Linked DNA regions of Mus musculus: region 1 is linked to region 2. The links are chromatin contacts, called in public promoter capture Hi-C maps. All regions are on one chromosome and are shown on one strand. Each heading gives the region's core, a stretch centred on a gene start, on an enhancer-like site or on the middle of the called end of the contact. The rest is flanking DNA. Distances are from core to core; before and after follow the strand shown. Region 1 overlaps Pxdc1 (PX domain containing 1). Region 2 holds the start of Tubb2b (tubulin, beta 2B class IIB).

What was found. Promoter capture Hi-C pulls out the DNA fragments that hold promoters and counts their contacts.
Region 1: a contact with region 2 is called in a promoter capture Hi-C map of liver, with 2.8 times the contacts expected there. The contact joins the enhancer-like site here to the promoter of Tubb2b in region 2. A contact is called at or near these places in 5 of 39 promoter capture datasets (the HPC-7 cell line, cranial neural crest, liver and 1 more) and 12 of 115 datasets of contacts at active chromatin or transcription factors (craniofacial prominence, differentiating embryonic stem cells, embryonic basal ganglia and 8 more).

Annotation. Positions count from the first base shown.
Region 1 is chr13:34,626,993-34,633,603 of GRCm38.p6, reverse strand. Pxdc1 (PX domain containing 1) reads left to right here. Exons shown (of 5, transcript NM_025831.3): 4 at 3,142-3,253; 5 at 4,716-5,763. The coding sequence ends at 4,833. Among named protein-coding and RNA genes, the nearest start is that of Pxdc1, 22 kb to the left of the region's middle. Within about 2 kb of position 3,698, at least 6 of the 459 cell types and tissues checked have an H3K27ac peak or open chromatin away from gene starts, as enhancers often do. A contact at or near this core is called in liver, where this site is marked.
Region 2 is chr13:34,127,301-34,133,797 of GRCm38.p6, reverse strand. Tubb2b (tubulin, beta 2B class IIB) reads left to right here and starts at 3,444. Exons shown (of 4, transcript NM_023716.2): 1 at 3,444-3,621; 2 at 4,444-4,552; 3 at 4,816-4,926; 4 at 5,267-6,497. The coding sequence starts at 3,565. The coding sequence ends at 6,327. Gm36500 (a long non-coding RNA gene) reads right to left here and starts at 3,320. Exons shown (of 3, transcript XR_873221.3): 1 at 1,555-3,320.

The DNA of each region.
Region 1 (6,611 bases), core at 2,449-4,948, 500 kb before region 2:
CTGATGGTTTATAGACTCCATCTGTGTGCTCAGGAGACTGCTGGTTCAGCGTGATGAGGGTAACCTAGGGATGCAGGAGGAACCCAGAGCTTCTGGGGACTATCTTTGGTGAAATACCAGCATTTTGACCAATATCCCTCAGTGGCCTGGATCTAGGACTTTGAGAGATTGGAGACCAATATACTTTAGTGTCCTCAGGGCTATACTGGCCTTAGGAACTCTTTGTCATAGACATCTGAGGAGTGACTTGTTCCAAATCTATTCTGGAAAGTCCAGTAAAGATTCCACATCTTTGACTCTGCAGTTCACATTTAGCAAAGATTAGGCATGCAGATAGCTTCAGGAGTTTGTACAGAAGTGTCTTGCATCCCAGGATTCATTCCCGATCCCGGATTCCCATGGTAGCTGGGAGGATAAGACTTGGGCTGTCAGTTAGCAGTGTGAAGGCTGTACTGGGGCTGCCTGTACTTCCTCAGACAGACAGATTTGGGTCACAGTTAATAAGAACAATAAAGAAAGTGGTTCTCTGCTGCCACACCCTCTGAGTGGGGAGGCGAGAGAATCGGAACTTGTGTGGGGTTCAGTGATTTTCAGTCTGACAGCTCACTTCCTGAGCATCTTTCCTTTGCTCTATGTACCCAGAAATGTAGCTGACCCGAGTTCCCAGACTCCTTTCTTATTGGTTTGCTGAGTCCCTCCCCGGTGCTGCACACCACTGGGTGGAGGAGCAGGGAAGAAGGCAGGGGAGGGAGCCAGAGCTGATATCCCATGAGTGTGACTGACTGAGGAAACATGCTGCAAGAGAGCCATGGCATATGCCAGCTCCTTCTCCAGAAGACCCATGACACGTGCTAGCCCCTTCCCCAGGAACCAGACATGCATTTCAGCAAGTCCTTAGCAAACTAATGAAAAAGTGAGAGTGAAGAAGAAACCTATTTTTCTTTATTTCTTTCTGGCTAGTTCCCTAAAAATTCTCTGCCTAAGAACAGAAGTTCTAAGAATGGAACCCCAAATGCCTAGGAAGGTGAAAAATAATCAGGAAGTGATCATTTTCATCACAAAAAAGCAAATTTATATACTCAGGAATAATTACACTGTGGTCCAGTGGGGAGAAGGCTAAGATGATTCTTTAGAGACAAAGGCGTCTGATGTCCAGTAACCCTTAGGATGGGGAGAGATGCTCTTATTGACTGTGTGGGCCTGCGGATGAGGAAAGGCTAAAGTCAAATGTGTCCCTAAGGTGAGGATGCAATCTTGCGGATTAAACATACCCAGAATGTGTGGTAAGTGTTAAGTGTAGGCAAGAGCCTTGCTTAGGAGGACTTCAGAGGTGGTCCTAAGCATGGAGCTCAGCTGCCTGAGAGCCAAGGACTGGAGATGAGTGAGGATCACAGAGAGGGAGAATTCAAGATGGCACCAAGCCTGATGATCTCTCGAGGGAAAGGAGATTCAGTTCCTTCTGAACTGTCAAGGCTATAGTAGGTTAAAAAAGAAGAGAGCCAAGCCACACGAGGTTCTTAAACAGTCAGCTCTCCATGTCTGTGGGTCCAGAGTCTGGATTCAACTAAGTCCAGGCCAAAATACTAGGAAAAGGACTCTGTCTACTGATCATGTGTAGCCCTTTCTCCTCCATCATTATAACAATGACTTAGATATCATTTACATTGCACCAGGTATTATAAGTGATCTAAAGATGACATAAAGCCTAGAGGGAGAATAAGTGGAGATTCTAGAAACACCGCCCCAGTCTGCATTAGATATTTAGACATCATGGGTTTTGATATTCAAAGAGGCTGTCTAACTAAATGGATGCTTGCTTGCCGTGACATTCTCCAATAACAAACTTAAAGGTTTCCCGTAGAGAAGAGTCCCAAGGCCACAAGGCTGCAGTGAAAGCTTCTAGCTTGGTGCCAGCCACCAATCCTCCCCGTCAGCTCTTTCAGCCACAGGAGAGCCCTTGTAAACTAACCGCCAGTGTAGACAAAGGAAGCTGCTTTTGTTTGTTGATTTTTCTAAAGTACCCACATCGGTGCTTACTGGGGGAAAATAGAAATATATATACAGTTTCATGATACAAAGTCAGTGAGCCACTCATTTAAAACACAATCTGATCTCATCCAATGCAATTCTTAGCACCACCCAGGATGCAGATTCTGTCAGCCCTGTCTCAGCCACAGGGTAGAGCTCAGAAAGGGCAGGGAAACGGTGTGATGTCACATGTCACAATGGTGGATAGAGCCTGCCTCAGACTTGTGCCCAGTCCTCCATCTACTTCCCTCCAGCCTCCACTGTAAACCCACAGGCAGGGCACACGTGGAGGTGCTCAGATACCAGAGGATCTTGTTTCAGGGAGAGATACACTGCTCCTGTGGTACTGGTGTCAGCATCTCCATCTTCCTGTCTGAACACTAGAAGGATTCTCTGGGTATCGGGAGAGAGAGCTGGAGACAGTGGGTGATGGGGGAGGGGGAGACTGATATAAACTTCAGCTCTAAAATTTTATTTTATAATTTCATACACATACACACACACACCCTTTCTTTACAAGTTCACCCTCCTATTCTCATGCCTTTTAATTTTATTTTTTTAATGATGCACTATATTTAGAATTGCTATTGTGACCATGGGTAGGAGGTTATTTATTGAACAAGGGCAACTTGACTGTGTCTACACTGTCGAGAAATGTTACTTGCCCTTTCATGGCCCCCATAGCTCCCCAGGAAAAGGTGGGACCTTATAAGCCCATCTTCTGTCCACGACAGACTGTCACTGGGCCCAGTCTTGTGCAGAAGACAGTGTTGCTGTGAGCTCTTGGGTACAGCCGCTATGTCAAGTCCAGAAGACGGCAATTCACAGTCCTCCTCCCCACCCTCCACCTCTTACATTCTTTCTGCCCCTTCTTCCACAATGTCCCCTGAACCTCAGAGGGGGTGATTGTAGATGTCCTGTGTAGACCTGAGCCTGTAGCAGTCACTACTCCTCAGCACTCTGATCAGTTATGAGTTTGCATTGGTAACTGTGCACCGCACAGGGAAACATCGCTTACCCAGGCTGAGAGCTGTCGATCGATGATAAATCCTGAAACTTTAACCTCAAACACTGACCTCTCCTGAGTACTTACCTCATGGCTTTGGTTTTCAGAAATCATGAGGTCCAATGGATTTTGTTTGGCAAACACAGAGACCATAGTCATTGACCACAGCATACCCAACGGGAAGGACCAGCTCCTGGATGCGGATTCCACAGAGCATTTGTGAGTGCACGTCCTCTAATGCGTTTTCCTACAAGGGGTCGAAAGCTGGTGGTATGTGCAATGCTCTACAGCAGTGGTTCCCAAGCTTGTCAGTTCTGCAACCCTTCAATACAGTTCTTCATGTTTAATACAGCTCCTCGTGACTCCAACCAGAATATTATTTTCATTGCTAATTCATAACTACAATTTTGCTACTATTATGTAGGATATCTGATATGCGACCCCTATGAAAGAATCATTTGACCTCCAAAGGGGTCGTGAGCCACAGGTTGAGAACAGCAGCAGGCCCTGCCAGTTTGGGTGTTTTAAATGTTCATGCCATCGTCTGGCGAGAGTTTGGTTAATTGATCTAGGGGAGGAAGAGTCACCCAATCACTAGATGTGAGGGGCATTCAGAAGTTGCAAAACTCCAGGAGATAGTTTGTGTTGGCTCTGAGGTGTAAAACACTGTACTCTGGTCCAGGATCCAGAATCCAGATGCTTCTAGACTTCCTGGACCGGGACTGGGACACATATGTTTGTCTCACAAGTTGATGGGTGACCAGTTAGAACCCTAGTCTGTGATGACTCAGGAGCTTTGACTACTGATGGCTGGACAGCCAAAGGCCACTCATTGTGGCCTGCATTCTACCCTCCTCTGCAATGGAACTTCTGGCTAGACTGTGCTGGAGAGTGCCTGCCAGTTGGGAGGTCTGGCTTTGTTGCTAGGTGTTCCTGGGGACAGAACGGGGTCCCTGGGTATGTTGTGGAGGCAAGCAGACCTAGGCCCTGTAGCAGCTGGTGATGTGAAAAGGTCTCCATCTGACTCCTCTACCATGACAGTCTCTGGCCAGCTCCATCTCACACAAAGCCGAAGGGCTTTCCTTCCCTTAACACTCATTCAGTGTGCACCAGCGTGCTATCCCTGCCAGCCAGAGGTCCCCAAGAAACCACAACTTTCATCCTTCAGAGCCCAAGTCATCCTGGGTCAAACTAGGCTTGGCCACTAGGTAGAGCCTGCCTCCAGGACCATAGGGAGGTAGAGCCTGCCTCCATGACCATAGGGAGCCTCCTGTAGTGTCCCTCCCTGGCTCCTTGCAAGCTCCTGGGACCACATCACCTATACCCGCCTGTCCACTGTTAATCTTTGAGCTGACACAGAACGGGAGCCAGAATATCACTGTGAATAAAGAAAGCATAAAGGCCCCACTACCTTACAGATGCAGAAAGTAATCGCCAAGTCAGCAAAGCTCAAAAGCGCTGCCTGGGCGGTACCACCCATTTAAACTAGTTTGTGTGTTCATGGTTCTTCCCACGTGTCTGCTGCGAGCCTGGAAAGGACCTTATCTCCTTAATGTCCCTTGTCCCCTTCCATAGAACCTGGAGCCCTCAGTATCTTGGCACTGCCCTGGCTGCCTCTTGTCCTCTCTTTCTTCTCGCTAGGGTCCCATACAGTGGCCTTCACCTCTGTCGTCTCTTTCAGGTTTGAGAATGGTGGTGAGTTCACCTCAGAGCTGGAAGATGGTGACGACCCAGAGGCTTATGTCACCAACTTGTCCTATTACCATTTGGTTCCGTTTGAGACGGACATTTTGGACTGAGCCTCTCCATCGGGCCTTCTCTGCCTCCAACCTCGACTGCATGTCCTCATGCTGTCTACTGTGCTCCTCCAAGGGCCAAAGCTACTGCTCAGCCTGGACCTCCTAGGGTCCTGAGGTTCAGCAGGCCTGGGTATTTAGAAAGCAGAGGCACACGGGATCCCGATGACCATAGGCAGCACCGAGGGGCCTTCTTCCTGCTCTCAGCCCCTCCAGCCCGCCTCTTCTGGGATGCCAGGCCATGCTTCTTCTTGTCTCACTGCCGACTTAGGGAACATTCCTCTTGGTCACATGGCCCTGACTCCCCACTTTTCTCTTGTGTGTCAAAGGCACACACAAAGTATTTCAAGAGGATTTTTGCTAAGTTACCAAGTTCTGGACCTCGTGGACGGGGGATATTAAGTGATTCAGGACCTCCCTAAGAAGGATGTGTGGCTCTTTTTTTTTTCTTTACATCTGCTCCCTGGAATCTGGGTTTGGGATGAGCCGGAAGGAGCGTTTACACAACATCAAGCCTGGAGAAGATTGCTAGCTTCGGCGAGGGGAAAGCATTCATGGTCCTGTGCATATGAACCTGATATAAAGTTTTCTTCCAGGGAAGAGAGCGTCCTCCTCACTGCCAGCACCTGTCAGCTCTTCTGCCAGGCGGTGATGCGGTCACCACTGCCTAGGGTGCTCGAAGTCCTTCCCCTGCTGACCTCAATGGCACAAGTGCCAGGATGGATCAGAAAGGAAGGGATGGGAAGGAAGGAAGGGATGCTTACAGCTTAGACCACAGAAGGTCTGGGTCCTGCAAGCTCATGTCCTCACTGTGTCTACTAACGACCAGCACTTGCTAATGTAAATAATAGTAAATTATTGAGAATTCTAATTCTTTTACACAGTCTGTTTTTAATCTATTTTAATTAAATAAAAATCTATTGTTCTACTTTGATCTAGAGAGGATGTTTGTGTAAAAAAATATGTGGTTCATTTTATCCCCTGCCTAGGGATGAGAAAGGTAGATGATGACTCTCAACCCCAGCCCCACCCCACCTCCATCCTGAGACCCGACTTTAGCACTCTTCCTGACACACTAGTATTTAGGAAATGTGTTCTCACCCCAGGGGGCGAACTATTCAAACCAGATAATAGGGTTTCTTTCATTTGGACTCTGGGGTTTCCCCTTCTCTGAGTCCTCTTTGGCAGTCACAGGAAGTGTCTCTGGTGACATAGAGTTACAATACAAAGAGTATTTCCGTGGATTTTGCCTTCCAGCTGTGTGTCCAACTTAATGCATCCTGCTTTTCATATATGCTCCTGAAGGACTGACTGGGGTCCACCAGTAATCTTTGTTGTCTTACCAAATTAAAATCAGTGCAAAGGTAGTTTCCCTTAGCAGTTAACATTGAAGCCAATGTTTTGTGGTCACCCATGCCTTCAATCCCAGCAATAGAAAGGCAGAGACTGGGGTGGGGGTGGGGTGGCTTTTGAGTCCAAAGACCAGCCTAGTCTACACAGTGAGACTCTGTCTCAAAAACAAATGAAAACAAAAGCAAAACCAACCAAAGGAGCCAGTGTGTTCAGTTAATTCCAATCTATGTGTCGATGCTCAGTTGGATGGGTCTTTTCCATTGATCACATTGATCACATTCTATAGACATGCTTCTCAAACCAGCATTTGGCCAGTGGCCTTTTCTTCTCTGTTCAAACTGTTGGCTCAAGCTGGTTCTCTGTCACACAGTGAGCTTAGTTCCCCAGACTCTTTCAGGGTTTCCCTGAGGAAGTGTCTTTTTTTTTTT
Region 2 (6,497 bases), core at 2,195-4,694:
GCTCTGGACAGTGCTGTGCAGCACAATAGCTACTCGTTTCTAAGAGGGAAGGGGAAAAAGGAGAGAATCAGAGGGTGAACCTCCGGCAGGCTGACCGGAGACAGCCCGGGAGCCCTTTCCCAGTGCCCACCCGCGGCTACTATATGTGGCTGCAATCCCTTTCTAGGTCCAATTCTCTGGGCATTTGGCTCTTTTACATAAATGTTAGAATGACAACTTCCCAATATTCCTAAAATTTCTAGCAATGAGAAGGGCGGACAGGGTGGGGGAAGAAATAACCAGGGACCTGCAGCCTTTGCAGTCTTCCTTTCAATTCCTGTTCATTCAGTGGCAAAATGTGTGTTGCCTAGGAAACCGCATACATCTCAGCTGTGGGGGTGGTGAACTGCACTTTAAGTGGTGAATATAGGCTAGCTATGGGCAAAAATCCTGAACTAATGTCCCGTAATTTAAAAAAAAATGGATCAAAATACATTTTTCATTAAGAAAACAACATTTTTTAATTTTACCTCGTATTTATGAAGAAAATCTTCATTTTATCCAACCTCTTCAGTTGCTTAAAACAATGACCCTTTGTGTACAATAAATGCACACTTGGGGGATTTGCCCTTGAAAATAATCTGACGTTTGTAAAAGCACGTATCATTGTGGCTGTTTAGGTCCCTCCCTGTATGAAACAAATGCTTGTTTTGATTTTGCACAGAGACGCTTCTGCACCTGTCTTTTGAAAATTAATGCATCGTTAAAATTAATTGGTACGTAAAGATCATGAAATACATTGCCTTAAATTTTTCAGGTCTGGTGTTGACATAGAGGGAGAGGAATCTAATATTAGGAGGCAAAAACAAAGGCTGGGCACCGATCTGATTTTGCTTCCTAGGAGCTTTTCCTTTGAGTTATAGGAAATAAGCCCCCACTCCTTTTAAGTTCGAAGATGACTGTAAAGCCTTTAGGGAAAGACGAAGCTGTTGTCAATATTTCTCTCTCTCTCTCTCTCTCTCTCTCTCTCTCTCTCTCTCTCTCTCTCTCACGCACACACACACACACACACACACACACACCGCAGCTCTTTGCAAAAATGTAAAATGCGAAGCACCGTAAACCCAGAGACAAGTCCTGTGGGGACAATGAGGTAAAATGCATGAAAGGAAAGCTGATCCCGACCAACAGGCTGGATCCCGGGCCGTTCAGGTTTCAGGGTGATTTCCAGTCACGTTGTTGCAAACTTCTTCCGCTAAGAGAAATCCGAGAGTGAAGGCCTTTTCATGTAGAGAATCATAGAGTTTTTCATCAGCTACCTTGCAAAGATCTGGCTCTGAAACAGAAGCTGAGCGAGGAACCCATTAGGTTAGAGAGGCAGGCTCAGATTACCGGGTTTAGAGTTGAGCCCCCGGGGCGCTGGGATTGCTCCTCAGCTCCTCAGGGGGGACCGCTGCACAGCGGCATCTATAATCGCAGTGCTGGTGACACCTTCTCGGTGTTACTTCCAGGTCAACCGAACACCGCAACAGTCACCCTTCAATGGCCCTTTTGGCTCCGAATGTAGCCACCTACCCTGAAAGCTTGGGCGCCCTTGAGACAGTCGGAGCCCTGTCATTAACTCGCTGTGTGACCTTGGGAAGTATTCTCTCTTCATGCTTCTACATCTGTATTAAGACAGGTGAGAAAATTCAAAATTCAGGGCCTGTGTCCTTGGAACCCTGTTACTGGGCACGTGGGCACACCTTCACTGTTCTTGCCTCTCTCTTCTCAATCCACCCTGAACTGAACACCTGCAACCGTATCTGGCGAACTCTGGCCATAGAGATCCAGTCTGGACACCCTGGCAATCACAGGCGGCAAGGCTTTTGTTCTAGGCTGCTTCTCATGGTACATTAGAATTCAGTTTAAAGCCCGCCCTGCCCCCACACCCCTTGCGGAAAGGAGAGGCGATGACAGCTTCAGATGGTTCTAGCAGGTCCTCCCTCGCTCAACAGCTGCGAGCTCTACCCTATAGTGTGACCCTGAGTCACTTGGGCCTCACTCCTTAGAGAATAAAAGGGGTCACATCACCTCCTAAACCACTAGCCCCGCGTAGGGAAGCAGTGACCTTCAACCTGGGATAGCAGGGAACATACTCTGACACCCTTCTTCTTCTCTCCCTCAGAGCACACAGGTTTATTTCACATACGCTCACAAAGGGATCAGTTTCTTCCTCGAATACCTAGAAAATGCGGGTTTGAAGGGAGAGCTGATGCATCGCGTCTGCGCACGCGCTGATGTGAGTGCGCCTGAGTCTGCGGTGGTCTCTGGCTAGCTCACCGCGCTGCAGTTTTTAGGCGTGTCCCCCTCCTCTCCATCCGCAGCACCAAGGCTGGGACCTCTTAGTCACTGCAAATGAAGGTAAGAATGCTCTAGGCGTCGAAGGTTCTCAGAACCTTCTTTTCTAACAACGGATGAACTAAATACTGGAAGGACAGCGCCTGACTGGCTTTTAAACACTCAGTTGTGGAATACATCCCACGCTTTTGTGAACTCCTTTGTTTCCCTGACAGACCCGCCCCCAGGACTCCACCCTCACTCTGCCGGCAACACAGTTCACACACTGCGGCCTGCCACACCCACCCCATCACTCAGGAGGAACAAAAGCCAATCACAGGGTGAAAGGAGTCTTTGGTATCAGGCAGCGAGCACAGTATTCTTGGAGTGTGCGAGGCAGGGCTAGGCTCAGAGGTCCTTCTACCACTAAATGCTGCTACTATAGCAGAGGAACAAGCATAGTCAATAAAGACAAAGGCAAGTCTAAGATGCTCCAAAGTGTCCAAAGTTATGATCTTTTGGATTTTTCTTTTTTCCAATTACACTCGCTTTCGTAGGATCACTAGTCTTTTCCTAAAGTTGTATGTAATGGGCGTGTGCGCCTGGACAGACATTGACCTCCAGGGATGAAGAATGAGGCACTACTCTCGCCAAGTGCTTTGGCTTGGCGAAGCCTGCTCAGAGTAAGAAGAGGAATTGCTCAAGTAACGCAAATGACCCTAAAGCTCCCTACCAGTGCTCACTCGCAACACCGGACTGCACCTGCTGCACCCACCCATTAGCAGCCCCTTCTCCATCCCCAGCCTATGGTACTAAATCACCCCGCCCCGCCACACTACCGCAGTCTTCACGCTCCCAGTTCCCAGTTCCCCACACTCAGCTTGCCCTTCTCAAGTCCGAGACAATGCTCAGGCCCCAGCTTCTCCCAAGAAGCCCCACTCCTCGCAAGGTCTTCACGCCCGCGCTGATTGGCCACAAGCCCATAGTCCAGCCCCCAAGACCGTCCCTGGGGCTCAGAGCATTACGTCAACCCGGCCTGGAGAGCGCTAGCGAGAACGGGACTGGGGGCTTTGGCTGGGGGGCGCGGTCTTTTTGGTTCGCCCCACCCTCCCTACATAAAAGACCGAACCCACCCGGCCCTCGCCCTCAGCCCGTAGCCCGTCGGTTCCGGAGTAAGTTCCAGGTGGCCCAGCAGTGGGTGTGGAAGGGGAGGATCATCAGACCCACTGACACAGACCCAAGACAGCAAGAAGCTAACCAGGCACCATGCGAGAGATCGTGCACATTCAGGCGGGCCAGTGCGGCAACCAGATCGGTGCCAAGGTGGGTTCACTGCTTAGGGGGTGAGGGAGGGACCCTAACGGAGCTCCCCTCGGGATAGGTGGGGTCCAAAATGAGGCGCGGCTCTAGGTAAATACCAGGACTCACCAACGGCGGACCTGACTTGCGGTTTTGTGCAGTCGGATGGGCGTGGTCTCAGAGGAGACTTTAAAGCAAAGGGGTCTCATTCATTTTTCCTGGAACTATTCGGAATTTGAGCTGCCCCATTTTCTTTCCTCCCTAATAGCCACGAGTGCCTAAAGAAGACGTGGGTGTGTCTGCTAGGCTGTGCATGCCGGTCTTAGGGAGGGGCCGCGACACAGGAGAATTGATTTTACTCGCTTGATCACCAGGCGAGCTGCGGGGGAGGGGAGGAAGAACGATTGCCAGACGGTCACTGAACGTGCTTTGAATTTAAAACATCACCCTACAGCTTCCTCGCTTCACTCTCCCCGCCGGCCCCCTTTTCTCCTTGCCTATAGTCCCAGCGCGTTTGTCTCCAGCTGCCAGTGGTGGCTGTGACTTGCCAACCCAGCTTGGGCTGTTTTTTCACACACACACACACACACACACACACACACACACACACACACACACACACACACACACCCTACCTCCTGCTGAGAGCAGCTGTTCTCATGGGAAACCGCCCAGTTTCAACTTTCTGATCCTCTACAATGCAAGCCCTAAGGCTGTGCCTGGGTCATGCCACTCATTAAAGCTTCGGCAACGTCCTGTTGTCAAAACTGTGGGTGATGGGGGGGCTGCTCATTGAGATTGGGGGTAGGGTTGTGCATAGCTAAATACAGTCTTTTTATGTCACAGTTTTGGGAGGTCATCAGTGATGAGCATGGTATAGACCCCACTGGAAGTTACCATGGAGACAGTGATTTGCAACTGGAAAGAATCAATGTATACTACAATGAAGCAACTGGTAATTACTTTTAACACCCCATCTTCAATTCTGGCATCCCTAAGCTCTGCTCTTATTTGAACCCAGGAGAAGGTGGCTTATTTTAGGATGACCATTTTTGGGGTGGGGTAGCCTCTTCTGTGCCAACCAAACCCTTTGAAAGCTTGGTCATAATAGACCTTTCTTTGTTTGGGGGTACCACCAAACAGGAAGGAGGTGGGACCGAGCCCTACTCTATAGAAGATACTGCCTGGAGGGCTAAGCCAGCTCTTGTTCTTCTGCAGGTAATAAATATGTGCCTAGGGCCATCCTGGTGGACCTGGAGCCAGGCACAATGGACTCAGTCAGGTCTGGACCATTTGGGCAGATCTTCAGGCCGGACAACTTCGTGTTCGGTGAGTATGTGGCATAGCTGAAGACAGAAGAGCACAAGGTGTTAATTATCACTAGCACAAAGGGTGGAGGAGTGTGATAGACAGGGAGCATACATAGCAGTGGCGCCTAAGCCTTATCAGGCTTTGAGGCAATTGCATCTTAGCTTTTTCAAAGGCAGGTGTGCTCTGTTAACTCATTTATAATTGTATTGATAACCAAATAGTTTATTGCTTTATTATTTATTGGCCATTTGATAATAATTTGAAATAGCCTTATCTGAGAGGTGATTCTTTTTTTTTTTTTTTTTAAAGAAGGAATTTTCCCAATCATGGCTGACTTAATCCTCCTTTGCTCTTTCAGGCCAGAGTGGTGCAGGAAATAACTGGGCAAAGGGCCACTACACAGAGGGGGCCGAGCTGGTGGACTCTGTCCTGGACGTGGTGAGGAAGGAGTCAGAAAGCTGTGACTGTCTTCAGGGCTTCCAGCTGACCCACTCACTGGGGGGAGGCACTGGCTCAGGCATGGGGACCCTGCTCATCAGCAAGATCAGAGAGGAGTACCCAGACCGCATCATGAACACCTTCAGCGTCATGCCCTCACCCAAGGTCTCTGACACTGTGGTGGAGCCCTATAATGCCACCCTCTCAGTGCACCAGCTGGTAGAGAACACAGATGAAACCTACTGCATCGATAATGAGGCTCTGTATGACATCTGTTTCCGCACCCTGAAGCTGACCACACCCACCTATGGCGATCTCAACCACCTGGTGTCAGCCACCATGAGTGGAGTGACCACCTGCCTGCGCTTCCCAGGCCAGCTGAACGCAGACCTGCGCAAGCTGGCCGTGAACATGGTGCCATTCCCACGCCTGCACTTCTTCATGCCAGGCTTTGCACCTCTGACCAGCCGGGGCAGCCAGCAGTACCGAGCCCTGACGGTGCCCGAGCTGACCCAGCAGATGTTCGACTCCAAGAACATGATGGCTGCCTGCGACCCTCGCCATGGCCGCTACCTGACCGTGGCCGCCATTTTCCGTGGCCGCATGTCCATGAAGGAGGTGGATGAGCAGATGCTCAACGTGCAGAACAAGAACAGCAGCTACTTCGTGGAGTGGATCCCCAACAACGTCAAGACGGCCGTGTGTGACATCCCTCCTCGTGGCCTCAAGATGTCAGCCACCTTCATTGGCAACAGCACTGCCATCCAGGAGCTGTTCAAGCGCATCTCGGAGCAGTTCACTGCTATGTTCCGGCGCAAGGCTTTCCTGCACTGGTACACGGGTGAGGGCATGGACGAGATGGAGTTCACCGAGGCGGAGAGCAACATGAATGACCTGGTGTCTGAGTACCAGCAGTACCAGGATGCCACGGCTGATGAGCAGGGCGAGTTCGAGGAGGAAGAGGGCGAGGATGAGGCTTGAGTTCCCCAGGCCAAGCAGGTTAGGGAAAGCTGAGATGAAAGGAGGGGGTGGGGGGGCTTAATCTGTGAAAATACCTTGGCAGTTGAAGGAAGGAGAATGGTCTTAGGTTTGTGCTGGGTCTCTGGTGCTCTTCACTGTTGCCTGTCACTTTTTTTCTCTTTTTGTAATAC